Regions from separate parts of the Sus scrofa genome. Here regions 2 and 3 are each linked to region 1. A link is a contact called in public HiChIP or PLAC-seq data. All regions are on one chromosome and are shown on one strand. Each heading gives the region's core, a stretch centred on a gene start, on an enhancer-like site or on the middle of the called end of the contact. The rest is flanking DNA. Distances are from core to core; before and after follow the strand shown. Region 1 has its middle 110 kb from the start of ZFP36L2. Region 2 overlaps LOC106509843 (a long non-coding RNA gene). Region 3 overlaps LOC106509843 (a long non-coding RNA gene).

What was found. HiChIP or PLAC-seq counts read pairs in DNA pulled down with a chosen protein or histone mark.
Region 2: an H3K27ac HiChIP or PLAC-seq map of alveolar macrophages shows a contact between it and region 1. The contact joins two enhancer-like sites. A contact is called at or near these places in 2 of 2 datasets of contacts at active chromatin or transcription factors (alveolar macrophages and skeletal muscle).
Region 3: an H3K27ac HiChIP or PLAC-seq map of alveolar macrophages shows a contact between it and region 1. The contact joins two enhancer-like sites. A contact is called at or near these places in 2 of 2 datasets of contacts at active chromatin or transcription factors (alveolar macrophages and skeletal muscle).

What each region holds. Positions count from the first base shown.
Region 1 is chr3:97,307,017-97,310,615 of Sscrofa11.1, forward strand. No RefSeq gene overlaps it. Among named protein-coding and RNA genes, the nearest start is that of ZFP36L2, 110 kb to the left of the region's middle. Within about 2 kb of position 2,070, at least 34 of the 83 cell types and tissues checked have an H3K27ac peak or open chromatin away from gene starts, as enhancers often do. A contact at or near this core is called in alveolar macrophages, where this site is marked.
Region 2 is chr3:97,541,268-97,544,866 of Sscrofa11.1, forward strand. The region is part of intron 2 of LOC106509843 (a long non-coding RNA gene); the gene reads right to left. Among named protein-coding and RNA genes, the nearest start is that of TRNAI-UAU, 25 kb to the right of the region's middle. Within about 2 kb of position 1,829, at least 14 of the 83 cell types and tissues checked have an H3K27ac peak or open chromatin away from gene starts, as enhancers often do. A contact at or near this core is called in alveolar macrophages, where this site is marked.
Region 3 is chr3:97,446,372-97,449,970 of Sscrofa11.1, forward strand. The region is part of intron 4 of LOC106509843 (a long non-coding RNA gene); the gene reads right to left. Among named protein-coding and RNA genes, the nearest start is that of TRNAI-UAU, 120 kb to the right of the region's middle. Within about 2 kb of position 1,715, at least 5 of the 83 cell types and tissues checked have an H3K27ac peak or open chromatin away from gene starts, as enhancers often do. A contact at or near this core is called in alveolar macrophages, where this site is marked.

The DNA.
Region 1 (3,599 bases), core at 820-3,319:
TTTCCATGAATTTGTGAAGACAACCACAGCTGTTGCTCAACTTGAACTTCTCCCTGTGCAACCCCCCCCCCCAACTTTCTGGGTATTTTTGTGATGTTGTGAAACTCTGAAGCTTGCAGTGTCTCCTTTCTCTTCCTCTTCGCTCCTCAGCCCAGGCACCCCTCCCCTCTTTTCCTTTTTCCGTCTCTGCCCTTCTATAGCTCCCGCTGCCCCCCCCCGCCCGTCCCACCTCTGGGGCGCAGGGGCGAGAGCTGTGCTGCCCACCGTGACTGCTCACCCTCTCCAGCCTGAGGTCCACAGCTTTGCTGCTGGAGCATCGGAAGAGGGCTGAGGAGTCCGGACCCCTCACGGAAAGCGTAGCAGCAGAGTATCGAACATGAATCGAAACTGCTACTGTCTGCCAAACACTTAGGGACCATTATCATTGCCCTTTGAGTGGATTTATTTTCATGAGTCATATGCTTCAGCAGCTCACTGTCCTAGCCAGGCCCCTTCACCTGTCTGTTTATCCATCCTCTAGGCTTCAACTCCATTGACATTTGGGGTCAGATATTTCTTTGTTACGGGGGCTGTTCTGGGCATTATGGAGTGTTCAGCAGCATCCCTGGTCTCTAGCCACTAAATGCCAATAGCACCCCCACCTTATGACAACAGAAAAAGTCTCCAGACATTGCCAAACATCCCCTGGTGGTGGTGGGGGATGGGGGGGGGCAAAATCACCCCTAGGGTGGGAATCACCATCCCTTCTGTCCCATTCGTCACTTGTACCTCCCTCTCTGATACATTAATCGGTACCCTGTTCGCGTTGGTTCTTGCAGCTGTTAACTGCCTGCTTGTATCCTTTGCTCAGTTTTCCATTCAGTCTGCCATCTCCTTCTTTGGTTTGTGAAGGGTGGTTTTTGGAATTTCCACTATGGTACAATGGGATCTGTGGCATCTCTGGAGTGCTAGGATGCAGGTTCGATCCCCAGCCCAGCACAGTGGGTTAAGGATCCATCGTTGCCGCCACTGTGGCTTAAGTTGCAACTGCAGCTCAGATGTGATCCCTGGCCCAGGAACTCCATATGTCATGGGGTAGCCAAAAACGAAAAAAAAAAAAAAAAAAGAAAAAAAAGGACAAAGCTATTCTAGAGATGAGACCCATGTTGGTTTGGACCTGTGATGTCTTCTCATGTTCTGCCGTCCATCTATTAACTGTCACCTTCCAAGTGAGGACATGGAGGCACAGAGATTAAAACTCCAGCAAGTGGCAGAGCCAAGAGATGAGCCCAGGTCTCTGTCTTCAGAGCCCAGGCTCTTGACCCCTGGGGATACAGAGACATGCCTTCCTTCCAAATGTGCCATCAGAGAAAGGCAGACAAGATCAGGCACTTGAGGCCTGGGGAGGGGAAGGAGGTGGTTTGCTCAAGGTCACAGCTAGTCACCAGCATTACCTGGATCTCCTTGGTACGATGCCAAGTGTCTTGGGAGTTGGATTGAGCCTTTACTTTGGTCTGGGAGCGGCCAGATTTGATGGCCAATGTCTGATGAGAGACCCTGGCTGCCGCGAGCCAAGGAGGCAGGGATCTGAGAGTGCCAGGTAGGGAGGGCTTTGCTAGCTCTGCCCAGAGGGAGGATGGACAGGGCTCACAGACTCAGAACTGGCAGATTTCTGGATCTGGGCTTTCTGTGTGCGCAGCAATGCTTTCTGCGCCCAGGGCCCTGGCAGAAGAGTGCTTCTTACCAGGCCCAGAGGATGATGGATGAAGGGGGAGCAGGGGGCAGGGCAGTGGGGGCTTTGTTCCCTAAATGCCATTCACATGACTCTCTGACCTCAGAGTCCTTCCCCTTTCTCTTGTCTTTTTCTCCTTCACTGCCTTCGGCCCTGCTTCGGTTTCCCTTCTCTATTTTCCTTTTCTCAATCCACACAAAGCCCTCAGAGGGCTCGAGCTGCCCTGGGGCCTCCTGCCTCTTGTGAGGTTGGTTTCCAGGGCCCGGACCACAGTCCTGGGGCCATCTGCCTTGGAGGGGCACAGGGAGGCCTTGGGGGCCTGGTAGGGAGCAGGCAAGCCAGTGAGCCAGCACCCAGTAGCTGGCCCTGAACCTAGTATCCTGCCAGGGTGGGGGTGCAGCGGGGCAGCCCCAGGGGCAGTCCACAGCCCTCCCCACCCATCCACGACAGACAAGCCTCGCTACTCACGGAGTCCATCCCACTGGCCTCAAGAGCTTCTCAGCAGAGAAGGTGGCACCCAGATGTGGCATCTCTGGCTTACAGCTTCCTCTTTCGTTTCTAGATGCCTTTTCCACAATGGTTCTGAACTCTTTCTGCTCATTCAGAATCACCTGAGTAACCTTCCAAACAGACTGAGGACCAGGCCCTGAGCTGAGATTCTGGTTTCTTTGGTCCGGAGTGTAGCTGGGGTCGGAGATGGTGTGGTTTTCCCAGGTGATTCTGATCAGACTCGGGCGTGAGAGCCTCTCTTTTACAGGGGGCCGACTGTCACCGAGAGGACGAAGAATGCATTTTCGGAGGCCTGGTCAGACCACCCTCAGTGAGACGGGTGTCCCTGGGCACAGCTTCTCTCCCATCCCTGGGCACCCTAGGGAGAAACGACCCATGTGTGGAATTTCAGACTTGGAAGGGGCCTGGAAAATCAACCAATGTATCCATCCCTTGTTCTCCAAAGGAGAGGCCTGTGCCTGGGTGTGGGGGGGCAGTGGTGGGGGGAGTAAGTGAGGTGCCCAGGGTCACAGAGGGCTTGGGCAAGGTCAGGAAACCCGTCAGGTTTCGGGCGGTCAACTTCCCCCAGCTACCCTCAGCCGGGCCCCTTTCAGGAGTTCTCTCTAGATTAGATTGCTGGGGAGACTGTGACCCCGGGAGCAGTACTGGAGCGGGGGCTTCTCACTGTTTCCTGGAGGGGGAGACTGGCCTTCTGAGCCTGGGAGAGGGTGGCAATGGCTAGAACGAGTGGCTGTTACTCTCGGCCAAACTTTGCAAGAGAACTTGCCGAGCCGCTGACTTTTTGCAGCTGTTTTCTGGGGGCTGTGGACTGAAAGGGGAAGTTTGGCTGCATTTAGAAAGTTGTCCACAAAGAGGAATGGCGGGGGCAGGGGTGAGGAGGGTGGCCGGGCTGCGGAGCTGGAGGAGGAAGGTGGGCGATCTGGGAGAAGTGCCAGCAGAGGCCTGAGGACAAGGGTTTGATTTGGGCCCACATGTGGTCACTTTGGAAACTTCTTGGGGTTGGGGGGGTGCTGGGGGAAAGTGCAAGGGTGGGGGAGGGGGGAGAAAAGAAAAGGAGAAGGGGGAGGGCAGGAGTTCCCAGCTGGGGAGCCTAGCTTTTTCTTGGATTGGAAGCAAACATCAAGGGTGCTGGGAACCTGCCCAGCTCTGGCCCAAAGGCCCAGCCAATGGTTTCCTCTGAGGGGCACAGGGACATGGTGAGAGGGAGGAGCTTCGTCAAGATGGCACAGCCCAGGAGTTCCTGTTGTGGCTCAGCGGTAATGAGCCCAACTAGGATCCATGAGGTTGCAGGTTCAATCCCTGGCCTTGCTCAGTGGATTAAGGATCCGATGTTACTGTGAGCTGTGGTGTAGGTTGCAGACATGGCTCGGATCCTGAG
Region 2 (3,599 bases), core at 579-3,078, 230 kb after region 1:
AGTGATCTCCCTGAAAGAGAATAAATCTGAATATTAAAAAAAGTTAAAAACTTACACAAAAAGGAATCTGAAGCTCTGATCTTTTATAACTGGTTTGCATTTTTATTAAAATACATATAATTTTTTAACAGTTGCAGTTATCTATTGCTGTACAAAAACATCCTCAAACTTGGTGGCTTAAAATACATTATGTTTAAGAATTCCCTGGTGGCTCAGCGGGTTGAGGACCAGCACTGTCGCTGCTATGGCATAGGTTCTATCCCTGGCCCAGAACTTGCACATGCCAGGGGCACAGCCAGATAAATAAATAATGTTTCTCACAGTTCTGTGGATTGACTGGCTCAGTGGTCACTTGGAGAGGGGACGTCTCTTGTGTGCTTGCAGTCAGATGGTGATAAGGTCTAGTGTCAAATGCAAGTTCAGCTGGATGGTATATTCAAGATGGCAGCGTGTGCCTTCTCATATCCAGTACTTGGCTGCGGCGACTGGAACAGGTGGAGTCTGGCTGACTACACGGCTTTCTCCTGCCACCTGTCCACAGGGCTAGCTTGGCCTCCTCAGAGCACAGCAGTCTCAGAGGCATCAGACTTCTTACACGATGGCTGGCTTATCCCAGAAGGAGCATTCTAAAAGACCCAGGCCAAAGCTGAAAGGCTTCCTGGGACCTGTCCTCAGAAATCACACAGCATCGCTGTTGCTGCTTTCTATTGGCCAAAAGTGAGTCATAGGGACAGTCCAGAAAAAGACAGAGACCATAGGAGGTCATGAATACCAGAAGATGAGGTTCACTGGGGACTAGCTTTGAAGACTGTCCCCATTAGTCTCTGGCCCCTAATGAATCACATCCCTCACATGATCAAAAGACACTCACTGTCTGAGACGCCCCACCCGAAGTCTGATCCGTGAATGAGATTCACAGGCTTAGGCTCCAAACCCAGGACCTCAACATCCAGTTCAGGTGACTGCAGAGGAGGCCCCTCAGGTGTGGGTGCTTAGGGAGGCTGTCTCTCAATGTGAGGGCCCGTGAACTAAAGAGACAAGTTATCTTCCTCCCCAGACCTATCACACGGCAAGGGAATAGGCACAGGACAACTGCTACCTACACTCTCATTCAAAAAGGGGGAGAAAGCTGTGTGGAGCAATTCTGAAATCAAGCCAGGTCCTGCTTTGTGAGAGTGGTTCTCCAGAGAGCTCTGAGCTCCATGTTCTGAGGTATCCCTCCTTTTCCAGAAGAAATGGGCAGTGTTTGCAGCCAGACTGACTTCTCAGCCTGCTTCCTGCCCATAAAAAAGGTCTCTTCATTTGGAATTGTCTTTGACCCTTTCAATCCAAGCTGAAAAAATTCTCTTAAAAGATTTGGGGGTTTCTTAGATATCTAACTATAACCTACTCCCTTAGACAAAAGGCATAACACCCCCATTTATTTCCCAAAAGGCCCTTCTCACCTTAAGCCTCATATTCTCCAACAGAGAGGACCTAAGAAGCATGCCTTTAACATTCTTAGCAGCCCTGTTGTCTCTCCAAAACGGGGAGGGCATGCCCTTAAATATTTCTAAAGGGTCTTACAGACACACCCACGACTATGCTAGAGACCACGTTTTGCTGGCAGCATCCTGGACCTTATCTTTGCCCTGAGACCACTTCTTACTTTTCCAGACTTTTTTGATTAGAAGAGTAGACCAGGGCTCCTTAGCTTTCCTACATTCTGCTCCGAAGCTTCTTTAGGTCATTTCTGTCTTTTCCTGCTTTATCAGAGTCAGCTGGAAGAAGCCAAGGAGCACTTTCGACATTCTGCTGGGAACGGCTTCCTTCAGATCATGGGTTTATTAGGCTGCCTTGCTACTTCCCCATGACGATAGGGAGAATCCTTCTGAGTGACCATCTCAGGTCCCTCTTCTCCAGCCTTCAATAACAGTTTCCTTACTGTTCCAAGCCTTTAGGAACTCCTCAAGGCTCCCCAGCTTCTGCCCTCCAGCTCTCCCCAAGCAAACCACAGGCTTTAGGGCTTTTGTGACATCACTCCTTTATAGCACTGAGGTACCTAGCCTCCAAGGAAGGCCCAATGAACAAGACCTCCTGGAATGTATGCCCTGTGTGGTCCTCCCCACACTGAATCTTGCCTGACCTGTGACTCATGCTAACACATGGCACGCACTGGACATACATTGCACAAGCTTTGGATGTAGCCTTTAAGAGGACTGGAAGTTTCTGCTTCCTTTTTTTTTTTCTCTTTTTTTTTTTTTTGTCTTTTGTCTTTTTAGGGCCGCTCCTGTGTCACCTGGAGGTTCCCAGGTTAGGGGTCTAATCAGGGCTGTTGTTGCCGGCCTATGCCACAGCCATAGCAATGCCAGATCCAAGCTGCGTCTGGGACCTACACCAGAGCTCATGGCAAGGCCAGATCCTTAAGCCACTGAGTGAGGCCAGGGATCAAACCCACAACTTCGGAGTTCCCGTCGTGGCGCAGTGGTTAACGAATCCGACTAGGAACCATGAGGTTGCGGGTTCGGTCCCTGCCCTTGCTCAGTGGGTTAACGATCCGGCGTTGCCGTGAGCTGTGGTGTAGGTTGCAGACGCGGACAACTTCATGGTTCCTAGTCTGATTCGTTTCCCCTGCGCCATGATGGGAATCCCATCTCTTCTTCTTTTTTGAAATACTCCCTCCAGGAGTCCTGAGCTTCCATCTGGGAAGTCCAGTTACCCTACTGGAGAAAACCAAGTGGAGAGAGAGGCCCAGAGATGATATGGAAAGAAGCAAAGGACCAGCTGTCCCAGTATCTCAGTTGAGCCTCTTGACGAGTCTAGCCCCAAGGCTGTGCACCAAGGCACAAGCACAGGAGAATTCCTAAGCAAAGCAGCAGAAAAGATGTTTAGCTGAGCCCAGTCAACCCACAGAACCATAAAAGATGGCCTATTTTAAATCACCAAGCTTTGGAGTGTTTTGTTAGGCAGCCACAGGTAACTGAAACCACTCTGAATACAAGTGCATCTCATTTTTAATCCTTTAGATCATTACTGTCTCTGGAACACAAATTGAGTTCTCTATTATTAAAGCTGAAATTAAGTCCAGAAAATAAATTTTAAAGATAATATATATTAATTTATGAATCATAAATGTCTCTATAATATAAATATTTTTATATTATTATTCATTCAAACGTCACTGGCCCATCAACAGAATCCCTGATGTGCTGAATACTTCAATTCCATTTTTTTCAATATTGTGCAAACATTCAATCATATAAAAAATCATAACTGTAATATATTTGTTTCCGGTTTTATCATTTTGAAAGGTAAACTTCTCAAGGTTGAAGGACAGAACATATTTTAATTAACAGTTTGTTAGTCTGACTTACTAATATGTGGGCCTATGGTCTGTGGGTCCCCATTTCACTCCTCCCCAGGAATGGATATCACGGAATAGGTGCCTGATCAAGGTGAGAGCCGGAAGCCCTGCAGCAGCCAGAAGAGTCCGGGCATTTTCAGGGCCAGGAGGAACCCCTGAGCAACCATAGCAACAAAGACCAGAGGGGAGCATCGGGTGGGAGAGGATGCTGAGAGGACCGCCTGCCCCATCACTGCTCCACTGGCCAAATCTGACA
Region 3 (3,599 bases), core at 465-2,964, 140 kb after region 1:
GGTTCCTAGTCAGATTCGTTAGCCACTAAGCCACCACGGGAACTCCTCTGGTCCAATATTTATCATATATATAAGAAAAGGAGAGGTCATTATTAAATACAGATTCATAGTTTTCAATGAAAATTTAGCAGCCAAACTGACATGACCTATAAGTGTAAAATACATATCAGATTTTAAAGACTTTGTACCCCCAAAACGTAAAATATCTCGTTGATAATTTTTATATTGTTTCCACATATTTTTTATATATTGAGTTAAATAAAATACTAATTTTGCCTGTTTCCTTGTGCTTTGTCTATGTGACAACTGGAAATGTTTTAGTTACTTATGTAGCTTACATACTCTTGGGAAGAGCTGGTTTAAAATGTGTGGAAAATAAACACACAAAACACTTCATAGATGCACGAGACAATGAACAATGTCACAATGTTGAATGTGGATTAATGCCGCGTGAGAGAGATGCAGACGTCAAGAGTTAAGAGCTCAAAGGAGAAAAAGAAGTCCCTGGGGGCTCCAGGGTAGGGAGGGAGGTGGTAAAGCCGGGACTGAGCCACACCCGGAAGAACAAGGAGGATGTGGATGGGGTGAGGGCATTGAGGCTGTTCCAGGCAGTGGACTCAATGCACTAAGAGAAGAATAACTCAGGCTCGGCAAGATGCGAAGGCCTTGGGGTCTCAAGCAAATGTGAAGGAAGGATTGTTTCCACCTGTGTCTTCAGCCGCCCCTTCCATTCCTTCCATCCCGTGGCTAGAGTGTTGGGGAGGGAGAGAGGCGGGCAGGAGGTCCTGCGTTGAATGCTGGGAACACAGGTGCTGTGTCCTAGGGTACCAAAGGGCCTTTGAATATCAGGTCACAGTGCAAACTCAAACCCAGATCCAAACACCTCCTCTGGCTTTGTCTAGAGTGGGTTCCTTGAGGGACCACACTTTCCAGGGGTGCTGGGGTCCCGGGTCCAGGCTCCGGGGGGGCAGGAGGCTCTACTCTGGCCTCAACCCCAGAGGCTCTGCCTCCCTCCTCCAGGCCCAGCCCCAGTGGGTTCCTGGTGGCTGCAGACATGAGTCCTGGGGCAAGTCACAGGGAAAACGTGCTCCAGTCAGAGAGGAACTCCCTCCCTCCATCTGGGCAACATGGAGTTTGGTGGAATGAAGCCATGGGGACAAGAAACCAAAAGCCTACGGCTTGAATGTGCTTATGCGCTTGCATTTTGCAGAATTTCTGGCATGGCTCTCCCTGGTCAGTAGTGGGATCTTTCTGAGAAAAGCTGGGACCTCTGTGGTCCTGGCCTGGTCCTGTGGGACTGGCTGCCTGGAGCCAAGAGGAGGGGCTGGAGCTGAGCCCAAGCTGTACTTTTGTTTTCTTTTCTTTTCTTTTTAGGGCTGCACCTGAGGCAGCATATGGAAGTTCCCAGGCTAGCGGTCAAATTGGAGCTGCAACCACCAGTTACACCACAGCCACAGCAACACAGGATCCAAGCTGCATCCGCAACCTCCCCCGCAGCTTGCAGCAACGCCGGATCCTTAACCCACTGAGTGTGGCCAGGGATCGAACCCACATCCTCAGGGACACTAGTCAGGTTTTTAACCCACTGAGCCACAAGGGGAACTCCCAACTTGGATGTTGAGTCATTTCAAGAAGGGCCAGCTGTGGTTTCCAGGCCAGAAGATAGGCCCAGAGATTGGCCCCAGAGGAACGTCAAGCCAGCCAGCCAGAGAAGGTGCTAGAGCGTCCACACAGCCGAGAAACAGGAAGCAGGGTAGTCTCAGAAAAGGGCTGATTCCCCAAGCCCTGACAGTGCACTGCCTTGGAGAGGCCTCCTTGGTGGGAGATCTTTGAAAACAGAACTTTGCCGCCATTGCCTCAAAGGGCTTTCAGACTTGCTTCCGGAAAGAAGAAGCCTTAACAGTTCAATGATCCCTCCCTAAGCATCTATCCTCCCCAAACACTGAACCAGGCGCCATGCGGGAAATGAGAAGAAAGGCAGAAAAACTTTAAAGCTCAGCACAGGAAGAGCCTTAAGAGGGCACTTTAGTTTTTTTCTCTCACTGATTCATTTATTCAAACAATTATTGAATATTACCTACATTCCAGACACTACTTTAAGTGCCAGGTATACAGAAGTGAACAAGAAAAATAAAATCTCTCTCCTTTCTTTGGTGTGTTTTGTTTTTGTTTCTGGTTTTTCCCCCCATTTATTTTAAAGTTTTATTGAAACATAGGTGATTTACAATGTTGTGATAACTTCTGCTGTACGAGAGCGATGCAATGACACATCTACACATATTCGTTCTCCTTCAGATTCTTTCCCTACACATATTGTCACAGAATATTGGGTAGAATTCTCTGTGCTATACAGCAGGTCCCCACTGGCCAGTCATTCCACATACTTCAGTGTGCATATGCCAATCCCAAACCCCCAGCCCAAGAGGTCACTTTAAAATGACTTCTCAGAGTAGAAATTCTTGCAAAAGCACCCAGAGCAGTTCCATGTAGACTTGGGGCTCTGAGAGCAAACTGCTTAAAAGAATCAGGAGTTCCCGCCGTGGCTCAGTGGTTAACGAATCTGACTAGGAACCATGAGGTTGCAGGTTCGATCCCTGGCCTTGCTCAGTGGATTAAGGATCCAGCGTTGTCATAAACTGCGGTGTAGGTTGCAGACGCAGCTTGGATCTGGCATTGCTGTGGCTGTGGCTGTGGCCGGCAGCTATAGCTCTGATTAGACCCCTAGCCTGGGAACCTCCATATGCCACGGAAGCAGCCCTAAAAAAGGCAAAAAAAAAAAAAAAAAAAAAAAAAAAAGAATCAAAGAATCTGTAAGCAGCATATGGAGGACTGGCCCAGTCCAGGAAGAGACCCTGAAGCACACAGCCCAGACTGCGAGGGCCAAGGAACCCTGAGCCAGGACGGCCCATGACAGGGCTGGCCACTGTGCGTGCGCATAGGTCTAGAGAAGGCCTCCTGGGCAAGAGGCCTGGAAGTAGGCCTTGAATGACATGCAGGCTCTGGGGTCGGGAAGAAGGGAGGGGGATGCAAAATGATTTTTTAAAAAGAAGAGGAGGAGGAGGAAAAGGAAGAGGAGGAAGGGAATGGGCAGGAAAAGAAGTCAACGATAGTGACCCAGAGGCCGCAGGAAGTTCTCCAACCCCAAAATCTCTGCTGCCTAAAATCTCACCACAAAGTGTTCATTTTGGAGGGTGGGACGGAGTTTTTTCATTCTTTATGTTCATCTTTCAAAATGAAGCTTTCTTCACTGAGATAACACGTAAAGTCCTTAATAGGACCTCAGATGGTGACAAAGAACAGGCAGAGAGGAGATGAATAAAGACAAACTCTGTCCAGTTTTGCCACCAATGAGCCAATTCACTCTACTGCTAACCAAGCACTAAGCTGCCACGGCAGTGCAGAGGGGAGAGGGACAGGCTTGGTCCAGGGGGCAGGCTCAATGTGAGTCCCTACTCCATTGATCTTAGGAAAACCCTGACTTTTCTCCTACCACCCTCCCTGAAGCTCAGCCCTCCAATCATACCTCAAAGTGTAGAGAAGCAATGTGTTCTTGTTGGCCTGAACAGCTTCTGTGTGACCACAATCTCCTTTCCAAAGGG